Linked DNA regions of Mus musculus: region 1 is linked to region 2. A link is a contact called in public promoter capture Hi-C data. All regions are on one chromosome and are shown on one strand. Each heading gives the region's core, a stretch centred on a gene start, on an enhancer-like site or on the middle of the called end of the contact. The rest is flanking DNA. Distances are from core to core; before and after follow the strand shown. Region 1 holds the start of Myo1g (myosin IG). Region 2 holds the start of Selenom (selenoprotein M).

The links. Promoter capture Hi-C pulls out the DNA fragments that hold promoters and counts their contacts.
Region 1: a promoter capture Hi-C map of embryonic stem cells shows a contact between it and region 2, with 10 times the contacts expected there. The contact joins the promoter of Myo1g here to the promoter of Selenom in region 2. A contact is called at or near these places in 3 of 39 promoter capture datasets (embryonic stem cells and liver).

What each region holds. Positions count from the first base shown.
Region 1 is chr11:6,518,867-6,525,700 of GRCm38.p6, reverse strand. Myo1g (myosin IG) reads left to right here and starts at 4,743. Exons shown (of 22, transcript NM_178440.4): 1 at 4,743-4,959; 2 at 6,514-6,722. The coding sequence starts at 4,847. Snhg15 (small nucleolar RNA host gene 15) reads left to right here. Exons shown (of 4, transcript NR_045893.1): 4 at 1-110.
Region 2 is chr11:3,509,469-3,516,339 of GRCm38.p6, reverse strand. It overlaps Selenom (selenoprotein M), which reads right to left and starts at 1,656. Exons shown (of 5, transcript NM_053267.3): 1 at 1,267-1,656; 2 at 44-79. The coding sequence starts at 1,395.

The DNA.
Region 1 (6,834 bases), core at 3,494-5,993, 3.0 Mb before region 2:
TTATCTGTAATGGGGATCCGATGCCCTCCTCTGGTGTGTCTGAAGACAGTGATGGTGTACTGACATATATGAAGTAAATAAGTAAATTAATAAATAGAAATGAGACTCCAGCTGTGTTGATCGGGTTTGAAGTCCTCTTGTTGGATTCTAGAAGAATCCCAAGTTTCTGGTTCTTGGCCTGAGCTTGATTCTATGTTTGTCCTCCTCCCAGACTCCTTCAGCTCTTGAATAAGGAGCCCAGCTGGCCTATTGTCTGACATTTGAATAGAATAAACCATGGGTATTGTAGCAGGCTAGAGAAAAGCACACCTGCTAATCAGAATACATCAGAGGCAAGAAGATCAGGCTGGCCTGGGTTACAAAGGACCCTGCTTCAAAAAGAAAGTAGATGTGATTTTATCCATGACTTGTCTTAGCCTGTTTATACATTACATGTGCTAAAAACACTGGTGGCAGCCCAGGTAAACCACGGTGCCTTTCCATTCTCAAGTACATGCAGGTGATTCCGTGTGCCACCTACATCATGCCTGCTTGTATACTTTTAATGACCATTTGGAACTTGCACTTGATTGGATGGAGGAGGGGTGCTGGAGTTGTCCCATTAAGGCTAAGTTGGGGGTGAGGTACAGGGGGACTGTACTGTGAGATCCTGAGGATCTGCCCTTGGCTGATAGAATCGAGGGTGTAGCAGTCAAGGGTTTGTGCTTCCAGTACCTGTATCAGACAGTTGTAACTGCAGTTCTAGAAGATACCTGGCATCCATCCCTGTCTCTTCCCATCCCAGGGTACATAATTTACCCTGGCTGGGCACGCCTTTAAACTCCGCACTGGAAAAGCAGGCAGATCGCCCATGAATTTGAGACTAGTCTGGTTTGCAAAGTGAGTTACAGGACAGGCAAGGCTGCTGCTTAGGCTTCCTAGCACCCATATGAAAGCTCAGCAGATTGAAACTTCCTCCTGGGGATCTGACACCCTCTTCTATCTAGCCTCCCTGGGCACCAATGCATACAGATGGAGGCGGTGATGGCTCACGCCTTTAATCCGAGCACTTGGGAGGCAGAGGCAGGCAGATTTCTAAGTTCGAAGCCAGCCTGGTCTACTAAGTGAGTGCCAGGACAGCCAAGGTTATACAGAGAAACCCTGTCTTGAAAAAAACAACAACAAAAAAAAAAAAAATAGGAAGTCAATTGAACTGATTGAGATGGCTTAGCATTAAGAGGGTTAAGAGCACTGACAGTTCTTCCAAAGGTCCTAGTTCAATTCCCAGCAACCACATGGTGGCTTACAACCATCTGTAATGACATCTGATACCCTCTTCTGGTATGTCTAAAGACAGCTACAGTGTGCTCACATAAATCTATAAGAAAAAAAAAGGAAACCAAGTGTGGGATATTCCCCTGAATGTCAGCTATTCAGTCTAAAAGTATGGTCTGTCCATGGTTAGCTTACTGCCCACGGGTTAGCTTACATAGGTATTGTTAGGAAATGTAGTGGGCAAGGCCTGGCAAAGTTGGTCATTGGAGGTACGGTGAGTTTTCATTACTACTGACTTAGTGAATGGAACAGTGCCCAGAGATGCCCCCCCCCCCCACACACATCCATATTAGACACAGCAAAAACTACCCTAACAAGAGACCATCTATTCCTGTACCCCAAATGCACATCACACACACACACATACAAACTTTAAAACTAGGTAAAATGGGACTGGAGAGATGGCTCAGTGGCTAAGAGCACTGACTGCTCTTTTGAAGGTCCTGAGTTCAAACCCCAGCAACCACATGGTGTGGCTCACAACCATCCATAATGAGATCTGACTCCCTCTACTGGAGAGTCTGAAGACAGCTACAGTATACTTAAAAAAAAAAAAAACTAGGTTAAATGGCAGAGATGGCAGTTCAGAACACTTGACTGATCTTCCAGAGATCCTGAGTTTACTGCCCAGCAGTCATGTGGTGACTCACGGTCATGAGTATTGGGATCTGATTCCCTCTTCTGGTGTGCATGAAGATAGCACTCAAATTACACACACACTTAACACTACACACACACACAGCACGCTGTGTGTTCAATTTTATGGGGAAGTTTTATGGCAAAACTGCATGTAAAGAACAGACTGGTGGGTGCCAACAAAAGATGCTTCATGCTGAGACACACAAACACCCATAGATGGTCAATTTGCCACTAACCTAGACAGTAGAATTGCTAGGGTTTCCTCAGGCCCTAGCAGACTAGAGTGGGTGGTGGCTCCACCCTATTGCCCTATCTGCAAGTTTGCTGTGCCCCGCAAGTTTGGTATAAGGACCATACCATGAGGGAGCTTCAAGTGGGCACCACCTGACCAACCCCTCTCTCAACAACGGGAGCTTCTGGGTTTGGTGCAGAAAGGGCCCATAGTTGGTTCAATCCAGGGAGAAATGAATGTGTCCTCTCTTTAGCTTCAACATTGTGAAAGAGTAACTCCTGTGTAGGTCGTGCTAGAGGCTTAATCACGTGCTAACAGGTGTAGAAACAACCAGAGCCTAATGCTACACCCAAGAGTCAACCTCTGACTTAAGAATGATCTTGGGATTTTTAAGTGGTTAGAAGAAAAACCCCCAAATACACTATGTCATGACAGGTGTAATTTTTGACGACTGCAGAGTTCTGTATTTCAGGGAACTCACCCACGTCTCTTCTTGTTTGAATCACAAGTCCCAGAGCTTTTTAAGGCCTGGGGTTTTGCGAAGTGAAACCCAAGGGTGGGAGTCCCCGGTTTGGGGAAACCCTACCAAAGCACCACCGCAGGAGGCTGCAGATGGAATGCTCTCATGCCAGGCTTAAAAGGAAGCAGCCTGATTGGGGCATAAGGGCTGTACTGCCTCAGGGAGGAGCCAGAGCCAGAGCCATACTACTGCATCTGGGACAGTTCTGGCCAGTGGCTCATCTTATCACTAATGATACCTGCTTTTACCACATGGTGAATTAGAACTTAAACTTCATTAGGTATGTTGCACTATTAAATAATCCTAAAAACCAAATGGAATGGTTGAAATACAAGTGTCAGCAGATGGTGATGGAGAACACCTTTGATTACAGCACATGGGAGGCAGAGGCAGGCAGATCTCTAAGTTTAAAGTGAGCCAGATCTACAGAGCTACTTCCAGGACAGTCAAGGACACACAGAGAAGCCCTATCTCAAAACAACAACAACAAAACAAAGCAAAAACAAAACAAAATACAGTTGTCAGATATCTGTGAATACAAGCTCTCTCAAAATTGGCCTGCAAATAACACATATTTGGGAACATTTGGGCCTGCCATCAAGGGAGCAGAGAGAGCTGCCCACTGGCAGACCCTGTAATCAGGAGGGAGGACTGCACAGAGAAACCTGAGTGGTCGCCTAGCCATTTTTCAATGTACCACTAATCTACAAGCTCAACCATAAGCCAAGACCTGTGAGAGCTAAGATGAGGCCCCAGAGCTCCAAGAGTTAATGGTTTTATCTCAGAGGCTGGATGAGAGAACGAAGCTGAGCATATGCAAGAGGGTCCTACCAAAGGCTAGCCCACTAGAGGGCTGGAGAGTGTACTCTTCCGCTCCCTTGTCACTGTGGGGAGGAATCGCAGGGTGCCGAGTCCCCACCACTGCCTCATCTGCTGGGTCAGGCAGGAAGTCTTTATGGTTTAAACTCTATTGTGGCCACCCCTGGCTGATGTTGAGCTCTGGGGCAGCGATGTTCAGCTGGGTAACCACGAGAGGCCAAGAAATATCTGTTGGCACGCCTTTAATCCCAGCACTTGGGAGGCAGAGGCAGGCCGATTTCTGAGTTCGAGGCAAGCCTGGAGCCTGGTCTACAAAGTGAGTTCCAGGACAGCCAGGGCTATACAGAGAAACCCTGTCTCGAAAAACCAAAAAAAAAAAAAAAAAAAACCAAAATAATAATAATAAAAGAAATATCTATTGGGCTAGAGAGATGGCTCAGAAGTTAAGAGCACTGACTGCTCCTGCAAAGGTCTGCAGTTTACGGCCACCCAGCCCTCTAGCCCTCTGCAGACACCCAGCATGCATATGGTGCACTTATACATGTAGACAAAGCACTTGTACACAAAATAGATGTTTAAAACGTTTTAAAAGAAGCATCCTGCCAGGCGTGGTGGCACATGCCTTTAATCCCAGCACTTGGGAGGCAGAGGCAAGTAGATTTCTGAGTTCAAGGCTGGCCTGGTCTACAGAGTGAGTTCCAGGACACACAGAGAAACCCTGTCTTGAAAAACCAAAAAAAGAAAGAAAGAAAGAAAGAAAGAAAGAAAGAAAGAAAGAAAGAAAGAAAGAAAGAAGAAGAAGCATCCTTTCTTACTGAGCCTGGTATAATCCTAGCTACTTTGGGGAGGCCAGCTTGGACTACAGAGATAGAAGAAAGAAAGAAAGAAAGAAAGAAAGAAAGAAAGAAAGAAAGAAAGAGAGAGAGAGAGAGAGAGAGAGAGAGAGAGACGGAAAGAGGGAGGGAGCAAAGGAAGGAAGGAAGACAGACAGACAAGGGGAGGGAGAATTCCAGCCTGCCCGTAATCTTTGGAGTGCTTGGGATTACAGACAGGTATGGCCAAACCTAGCTTGGGAAGAGCTTTAAGGAAGCCAGTAAAGACCCCATCAGGACAGACAGTTAGGCATGGACCTTGTGGGCCAGGGAGCAGGAAGCAGTGTCTGAAGCACCAAGGCAGGGGAGTAGCAATGGGCAGGGCCAAACTCCCCGGGCAGAACCCACTTCCTACTTTACTGAAGTACTGCAGTAGTCAGGCAGGGCTGGGCCTCCCCTTTCTGCCTTCCCCTTCACCTCTGTACAGAAAGCTCTGGCGACCTGCCTTGGATGCTTGCAGTGGGCAGGATGGAGGACGAAGAAGGCCCTGAGTATGGGAAACCAGACTTCGTGCTTTTGGATCAACTGACCATGGAGGACTTCATGAAGAACCTAGAGCTCAGGTAGATGTGAGGTGGGGGTGGGGATGCGGTACTGGGCTTCTTTCCTTCCTTTCCTCCCTTATCATCCACACAGACCTGAGAGAAGCCCTGAAGGTACCCTGGTCCCATCGTCAGGAATGGGGACAAGGCTACACATACCTAGACAATACAGGCTGAAATGATAGCATCTCCAGGAGATAATGGCCACTCAGAAAGTAACCAGCTGTCAGGAATGGAGCTGCCCAGCCACCCTCACAACACCCTGGTTGACAAGCCCAGAGTCCTGAGGAAGACAGGCAAAGGCATGGGGACCAGGAATGTACTGCATCTCCTCTCTGTCACCTGCTGATGCTTTCCCCCTGGGTCCCATGTGTGACCCGACTTGAGTTTCCTTAGGAACTCCAAAATGAAGTGCCCTCCACCCCAGAATCGCAATAATCGAAGCAAGCTGATATGATGCTGATATGATGTTCTGGGTTGGGAGTTGTTCATGGGAGGGGTCACAGGCTAGGACTAGGAGAATTGACAGTGCAGCCTGCTTTCTCACTGAAAAAAGCAGGGAGGGGTCCAGGAGCTAGAAGCACAGCATGTTAAATGGCCTTGTGTGCGGCTGGACTTCATACACACCTCCTAGGGAGGATTGTTGTGTGCTAGGAAGCTCCTTAGAGAGCAACTGGGGACCAGGAATCTCACTAGGTGCAGAGATGGAGGTCCTAGGCTGCCACATGGAGAGCTTTATCCAGGAAATGAGTTCAATGCTTTGTTAGACTGCCTCATTCTCTCGAAAAGCAAGCTCACAAGCATGCCCTCCATGCTTTGTATGCTGAGCCGAGGAAGACAGTGGCTGCAGGTCACAAAACTTGTAGTCCCAGGGCGTGACTTGTCAGAGGGGGCAGAGAAAGAGGAACCCTGAAGAGGCCTGCCTGGGGTTGAGCGGGCCCCACACACCGAGAGGACAGTTGGGGCCCCAAGGAGGCTAGTACTCCTCCCAGAGCACAAAACCCAAGAGAGGTACAGCCCTAGGTTCCTGCTTCTAATATGGTTAGTAAACGGAAGGGTGGAGGAGTTTGAGATGTGCTGGAGAGGGACGGTGGCCATGGCTGGGGTTGCAAAGACTAGCAAATCACCACGCTATGATTTGGGTGGGGCAGGGCGAGTCCCCTTCCGGATCTGGTCCCGCCTAGACTCTGAGACAGGAAACAACCAAGCCCCCCACCCCCCCCACCCCCCACTCTCTGGAAGAGTCCCCTTTTCACAGTCTCAGCCCAACTGCCCTGTAGGAGTCACCTGGGAAAGATGACCCCTGCAGGGCCGTTACCTTTGTGGGATAGATATTCCTGGTTCCTGAGACCTGAGCATCCTGGCAGAGAGCAGTGTGGACCACACCCTTTGCACTGTGCTGAGGGCTGCTCTGGGTGGCTCAGCTTACTGAGGATGGCACCAAGGGGTCTTAAGTCAGTGAGGTCCCTTTTCTCTTCTCTATGCTCTTTCTGGGAGGGGGTGCTGACTGCTCGAGGCCTCCCACGTGGGCCTCTCATGGATGTGAATATAGAAGTCTTGTTATGCTATACCCAGGTTTGAGAAGGGCCGTATCTATACCTACATTGGTGAGGTGCTCGTATCCGTGAACCCCTACCAGGAACTGCCATTGTATGGGCCAGAGGCCATTGCCAAGTACCAGGGCCGCGAGCTCTATGAGCGACCACCTCATCTTTACGCCGTGGCCAATGCTGCTTACAAGGCAATGAAGCGCAGATCCAGGGACACCTGCATCGTCATCTCAGGTACCTGTCCCGGTAAACCAGATGCCGGAGCCACGCCTGACTAAGAAATGAGGGTGATGGTGCTTCCACATTTGTGGGTTGGACTGGGACAAGGATCTGGGCTAGTGGTACC
Region 2 (6,871 bases), core at 407-2,906:
TGCTCCTTATTCCCTAAGAGGGACTCCCTTCCTTCAAACTCACCTCCTTTAGGCGATTCAACTGTCATCCTCCACAGGTCTGGAGAGAGAGAGAAATGGGATAATAAACCAGGAGTCCTTCACAGGCTAGCTATACAGCCAAGACTATGCCGTCCTTTACACTGAATTGGGTCAGGCAGTGAGCGTAAAGAGAAGCATCAAGGTGTGGCAGTAAAGTCCTGTGAGCAAGAAGACCTCTGTACAGGTTGGGAAGCTCAGGCCTAGAGCCACAGGTAAAGAATGAGGGAGAGAAACCAGCCATGGGTCCCTGTCTGCATGTTATTGATAGCTGACCAATGCCCAGGAGACATGGGTTACGGCATTCTCCCTGTTGTCGGTAGAATTCTAACCCTGGCCTTTGGCCCTTGAGACGAAAGTCAGACTAGAAGGGAACAGCTCAGAACTACCCTAAGGGCCCTGTTAGAGGCACCTGCCATCTGGTCCCTACCCCACCCCATGCAGAGGCAGCCCTGCCAGCCACCTGTGGTTCAGCTTCAGGAACCATCTGGCTGATCTTCCCTAACTTGGGAGTATGGATGGTCCTTCTCTATTCCTGATGGGAGGCCGCAGCCCAACAGGAAGTCCAGACCTCCCTATTTCAGGCCTCCCTTACACTTCCTTTTGTTAATTTTTTTTTAAATTAAAAATAAACCAGCTAAGGCCCATGAAGAGTCTGCAAACATAGGAATCACTTAGGAAGACTCCAGGGGAGTCCTTTGGCCGGCAGGTGGTGGTGGTCCAGGGTGGCTGTGGACTGTTGGTATCTCATTTCCCTATCCTCTCCTCCAGCTCCAGCAGAGTACAGTGAGGGGAGGAGCTTAGGTCTTTTCTCCCCACCAGAAGAAAAGAGATTCTGGAATGCCAGGCACTAAGTCTGGGTGGGGGGAGAAATAATGGGGAAAGGTGAGGTTATCCTTAGAGAAGGTGGGTTCTAAGGGGCCAGTTTTCAAAAAATTATAGCCAGAGACCCACGGTAGGGCCAAGCCTGGAGCAGAGGCAAGGGTTCAGAGTGCCAGGCCACAAGGACGAGACTTCTTACTTCCACAGTAGATGCTGTTCATCATGCGGCTGGGAAATAAAAGGAATGATTCCCGGGCCGTGCAGGAGGGAAAGGGGGGGGGGGTGTTTCGGGAATTCTGGTATTCCTGAGGCCGGACTATATTCTTGGGATAAGGGGCAGCAAGGTTGTGGAACTGTCGTACTAAGGTTGGGAAAAGGCGCACTCACCTCCACCCGCCCCCTGGCCAGGCCTCGAAGACGGTTCCAATCCGGTCGGTAGTTGGTGGTGGAGGTGGCTGGAGCCACAAGGGCTGCAAGAAGCAGCAGCAGCGACGGCGGCGACAGTAGGATGCTCATCTGTGCCTGGCAGGAGACGTTCCGCAGGCTGCACCCAAACTCGGCCGCTGCGCCACGTCTGGCCCGCAAGCTGGCCCCGCCCAAGCCAAAAGCTCCGCCCAGCCATAAACCACGCCCCCAGAGCTAGAAACAGCCCCACTGACATCCCACCCAAATCGGGTGGTTGCCTCCCACTAACCCCCATCCCTGTCTCAGCTACTCTCTGGTCCTCCAGACTTCATGTTCCCAGTTCTCACAATCTCCATATTGCATTTGCCCACTAAGTGTGAAACGCTCCCGCAGGATGCCAGGAGACAGCACTACTTCGCGTCACCAGAGGGCGCAGGAGGTTCGCAGATGGACACAAGGATTTCTGGGTCAGAGAGTTAAGATAAGGAAGCAGGAACCTAGGAGATCTCCTTTATACGCTTTTGATGTCTTTGAACGAAATTCCGATCAAAGCTTCAATTCCCCAAAGCACACGTTGTAAGCGAGGACCATTACCTACGCCCCGCTCAAGAAAGCTCAGAGGGTAAAAGCGCTTGTTATGACAGCCTGACTCCTGAGTTTTATCCCTGAAACCTAAAAAAAAGTGAAAGAAAAACAGCAATTCCCACAAGTTGTGCTCTGTCCTCCACAGGCGTCCCCAACCGCTCACCATGGCATGTCCGTGCCTGTACAGGCACACGCGGTGCACACACACATATAATAATAATAATAAATATAAATTCTTACAAAGGAATACTACCTATCCTTTTTTACCTAGAAAAGGCTGGGAGGGTTAATATACACAATGCATCTCATTAGAACAGTATCTGGTCAGAGATGGTACACACCAATCTCCTACTGTCCTTGAACTCAAAGCAATACTCTTCACTCAACCTCCTGAGGGCAGGGTGATTAGGACAGACTCTGGCTGTGTTACCTTCCATTATTAGCTCTTCCCCTTCCTCATCACAACGGCCCCCTCCAGCAATGAACTCCGTTTTGCAGATTAGGAACTGTTTCAGAAATGTAAAATAGGCCAATTCATAGATCTGGATTTGAGCCCCAAACACCTCTGTGGATCATCTCCCTGGACCAAGGAGGAAACAGGTGGCACTCCATGTCCTCATGCCTTCAGCAGACACAGCAAGTACAATCAGTTTTTTGTCACCCTGGATTTAACCAGTCTCAAGTTGGAAATATTAGGAAGTAAAAACTGCCTCTGTACTGAACATGTACAGACTCTTTTCTTGTTGTTATTCCAACCAATAGAGCATTACAACTATTTATAGCATCTGTATTGTATTAGGTGTTATAAATTATCTAGAAATGATAGAAAGTACAAGATCAGGCCACACGGGCTTTAGGAAAATACTAAGCCATTTTATCTATGGATTTGAGCATCCTCATATTTCGAGTTTTGGTATGGAAGTGTGCCCTGGAACCAATCCCTGGCAGACAGCAAGAACACGCTGTGCCCTTTCCCACAGGATTCAGAGAACCTTGTCAACACTGAGCCAACGCTGCTTGTGATCCAAGGTATTTTTACCTTTCTGGGCTTATTCCACCACTTTTAAAATGCGCATTAAAAATGGGGCGGGGAGAACCATCAGCAGATAGTTCCATGACTATAGGCACTTGCTGCCAAGTCTGATGCCCTAAGTTCAAGTCCCAGAACCCATGACAAAAGGAAAGAAGAGACTCCCACAGATTGTCCTCTGACCGTCGCATGTTTCTAATATCAAGCACTCACAGACAGACAGACAGACACACACAAATGAATAAATAAACAAATATAAAAATATTGGTGAGATAACTTAACATGTAGAATCAATTGTTGTATAAGCATGAAGACTGAGTCTGGATTCCTACACCAGTGTGAAAAGCCAGCCATGATAATACAAGCCTGTAATCCTGGCCCTTAAGAGACAGGGCACGAGGATCAGAATTCAAAGCCATCCTCAGAGGGGCTGGAAAGATGGCTCAGCAGTTAAGAGGACCGGTTGTTCTTCCAGGGGGCCCACGTTTGATTCTTAGCACCCACATGGAAGCTAACAACTGTCTGTAGTTCTCATTCTAGGGAATCTGATGCCTTCTCCTGGCCTCTACAAGCACCGGGGGAATGCATGTACTGTTCAGACATGCTTGCAAGCAAAATCTCCATGGACATTGTCTTAGTCAGGGCTTCTATTCCTGCACAAACATGACCAAGAAGCAAGTTGGCGAGGAAAGGGTTTATTCGGCTTACACTTCCATACTACTGTTCATCACCAAAGGAAGTCAGGACTGGAACTCAAGCAGGTCAGGAAGCAGGAGCTGATGCAGAGGCCATGGAGGGATGCTACTTACTGGCTTGCTTCCCCTGGCTTGCTCAGCCTGCTCTCTTATAGAACCCAAGTCTACCAGCCCAGAGATGGGAGATGGTCCCACCCACAAGGGGCCTTTCCCCCTTGATCACTAATTGAGAAAATGCCTTACAGCTGGATCTCGTGAATGCATTTCCTCAACTGAAGCTCCTTTCTCTGTGATAACTCCAGCCTGTGTCAGGTTGACACAAAACTAGCCAGTACAGACATAAAACACAAATAAAAAATTTAAAAAGTAATCTTCCGTTTCATAGTGAGTTTAAGACCAGCCTAAACCTATGAGAACCCAACTCAAAAATAACACACACACACACACACACACACACACACACACGGGCTAGAGAGGCAGCTCTGGCATTAAAAGCATGGCTTTATGTTCTTCTACGGTACAATTCCCAGCATCCACATGGTGGCCCACAACCACCTCTATCTAAGTCAGGTTCCAAGAGATGCACTATAAGATGCCCTCTTCTGGCTTCTGTGAGCACTGTACACAAACATACAGACAGACAAAACATCAGTACACATAAAACAAACCTAAAATACCACACACATAATACATAGATACATATATTCATGCATACATGCACACACACACATAGAGGATTTTAGCTGTGTATGATGGTTCACACTTGTAATCACAACACTCGGGGGGCAGAGGCAAGACAATTGGCTCAAGCTCAAGGCTACAGAGAAAGACCCTTCTACATCTCCTTCACATTGGCTTGATTGTTAAGAGTTTGAAACAAGTCAGGCAGTGGTGGCACACACCTTTAATCCCAGCACTTGAGAGGCAGAGGCAGGCAGATTTCTGAGTTTGAGGTCAGCCTGGTCTACAGAGTGAGTTCCAGGACAGCCAGGGCTACAGAGAGAAACCCTGTCTCAAAAACAACAATAACAACAGCAGCAGCAGCAACAACAATAACAACAACAACAACAAAAACAAGGAGTTTGAAACAAGCTTAGAACTGCAGAGATGGCTCTGTGGGACGAGCACAGGTCCTGAGCTCAGCCCCCTAGAAAGCCCAGAAGTGCACCAGGCCATGTTTAATCAACTCAGGGAGAGAGGAGGATTGGGGGGGGGGGGGGCTTGCTGGCCAGCCAGTCTAGCCAAATCAGTGAATCTAGCCGCAATGAGGTAGCATCTTTCAAAATCTAAAGAGTGAAGGGCTGCCTAGGTGGCTCAGAAAGTGAAGGCACTTGCTACAAAACCTGAACTCAATCTGTGGAACTCACAAGGTAGGAGAGCCAACTCCTGTGAGTTGTCCTCTGACCTCCACAAGCTCACTGTGGGATGCCCACACCCACACATAAACACTCCCATCCCCACAATAAATACAGACAATAAAAAAAATTTCCGAGCTGAGTGAGGTAGAACAAGCCTTTAACCTCAGCACTCAGCAAGCAGAGGTGGGTGGATGTCTGTGAGTTCTAGGCCAGCTAGAGAGACAGTGAATCGACTTCTTTCAAAAGGGGAAGGAGTATGGTTAGTGAGGAGCTGCTGAGACCATCATCCATTTCTTTCTTCTTGCTTTCAAACTTGCCAGGACATAAAATACGTTTCTCTTTTCAAATCCTCAAAAGTCTTCTTATATCCCACTAATTCCACATGATTCAATCACATGCCCTGAGAATTTGTCCTTGGGATAACCAATCTTGACTCATTCCTAAAGCTGGGTACAAGGTCAACCACACTATTGTTTGTTGAGGACATAGATGGTAATGGATGGGATGGCCACCATAGCAGCCAACCAATTTTATAAAACGTATACACGAATACATTAGATGAGATCAAAACAATCTAAAGGGAAAAAAATCCAAAAATAAAAATGGCTATCTCTTGGAGGTTAAAATTATAGGTAAATGTTTCCTTCTTTGTATCCTGTTCTATATTTTCTGTAAGTATATGTCAACTAAACTCAAGGGGTTAAAATTAGTTTACAAAACAGTGGAATATAACTCATTGGCTCTCTGCACCCCAACCCCTACCCGAGAGATTCTACCTATCACAATAAGGGCCCCCGGGGTGACAGAAGCCTGAGGCCCCACAGAGCCTGTGGTTTTTCTGCTGACACACCCAAACCCCAGTTCCCCATGAGTCCTTGTTGTTCACTGGACAGATGCCACCAAACCACTCTCATTGCATTAACCTGGACTCTGTGGCTGTTGGGCCACAGCTTGGTCTGCTGAGGGCTGACCACCAGCCAGTAGAACCAGCAGGAGACAATGGCTGCAACAGTACCAGGAACATTCTAGCATCAGCAGCACAAGACCTCCCAGGATAGAGCTCTGCTCACAACCCATACCCCTAAGGTGCCAGTGTGCAGTCTAGGCCCTTTGGATAGGTTGGGACTCAAGTTTTAGTCTGTGATGAGTTTAGGGTCATCAGGGTCACTTTTCAATTTAAGCAAAAATTTAAGGAAGGAGGCAGAAGCAAAAGGACCACAAGTTCAAGACTAGCCTGGGCCTCATAGTGGGGCTTTCTCAAATTCTATATCACCACCACCAATAACAATAGCAACAACAGCAATAACGAAAGTCCAATAGGCTTAGAACTAAACCTGGGTTCGAGTCAGGATTCAGTCTTTGACTGGGATTAAGGCTCAGTATATGACCAGGGTCAAGGCTCAGTTAACAACAAAGCTCAGAACTTGGACTTTAACCAGATTCAGGGCTCCATTTTATGACCAAAGTAAACAGAATTTGCATGATACATGGTGAAAATTCATTATGAGATCAAGGGCTAGTCAATGATTAAGCTCAGAGCTCTTTGACCAAAAGCACTGTTTCATTTTATGTCAGAGCTGGGATTTCGTCTAAAACAAAATTAATCAAGGCTGAGGTTAGCACTCACTCTTAGGGCTGAGTCTATGTCCAGAATGAAGGTCAGACTCTTGTCAGGCTTGCCTAAAGATTCAGTATGTGGCTGGTCACAGTGATGGTCAGAGTTCTTTTGAGAGCTAGAGTAGAGGCTTTGCCTTGGCATGGGATCAAGTCTTAGTCAATTTCAAGCTTAGTGTTCGAGCTGGAGACAGGATGAGGGCTATGAACACGGCTTATTCTGGTTCTGTGCTCTATTCTGACCTCTAATGAAGAACTGTTTGGAGACCCAGAAGCCCAGGACAGGGTAGTCTTTAAGGAACAAG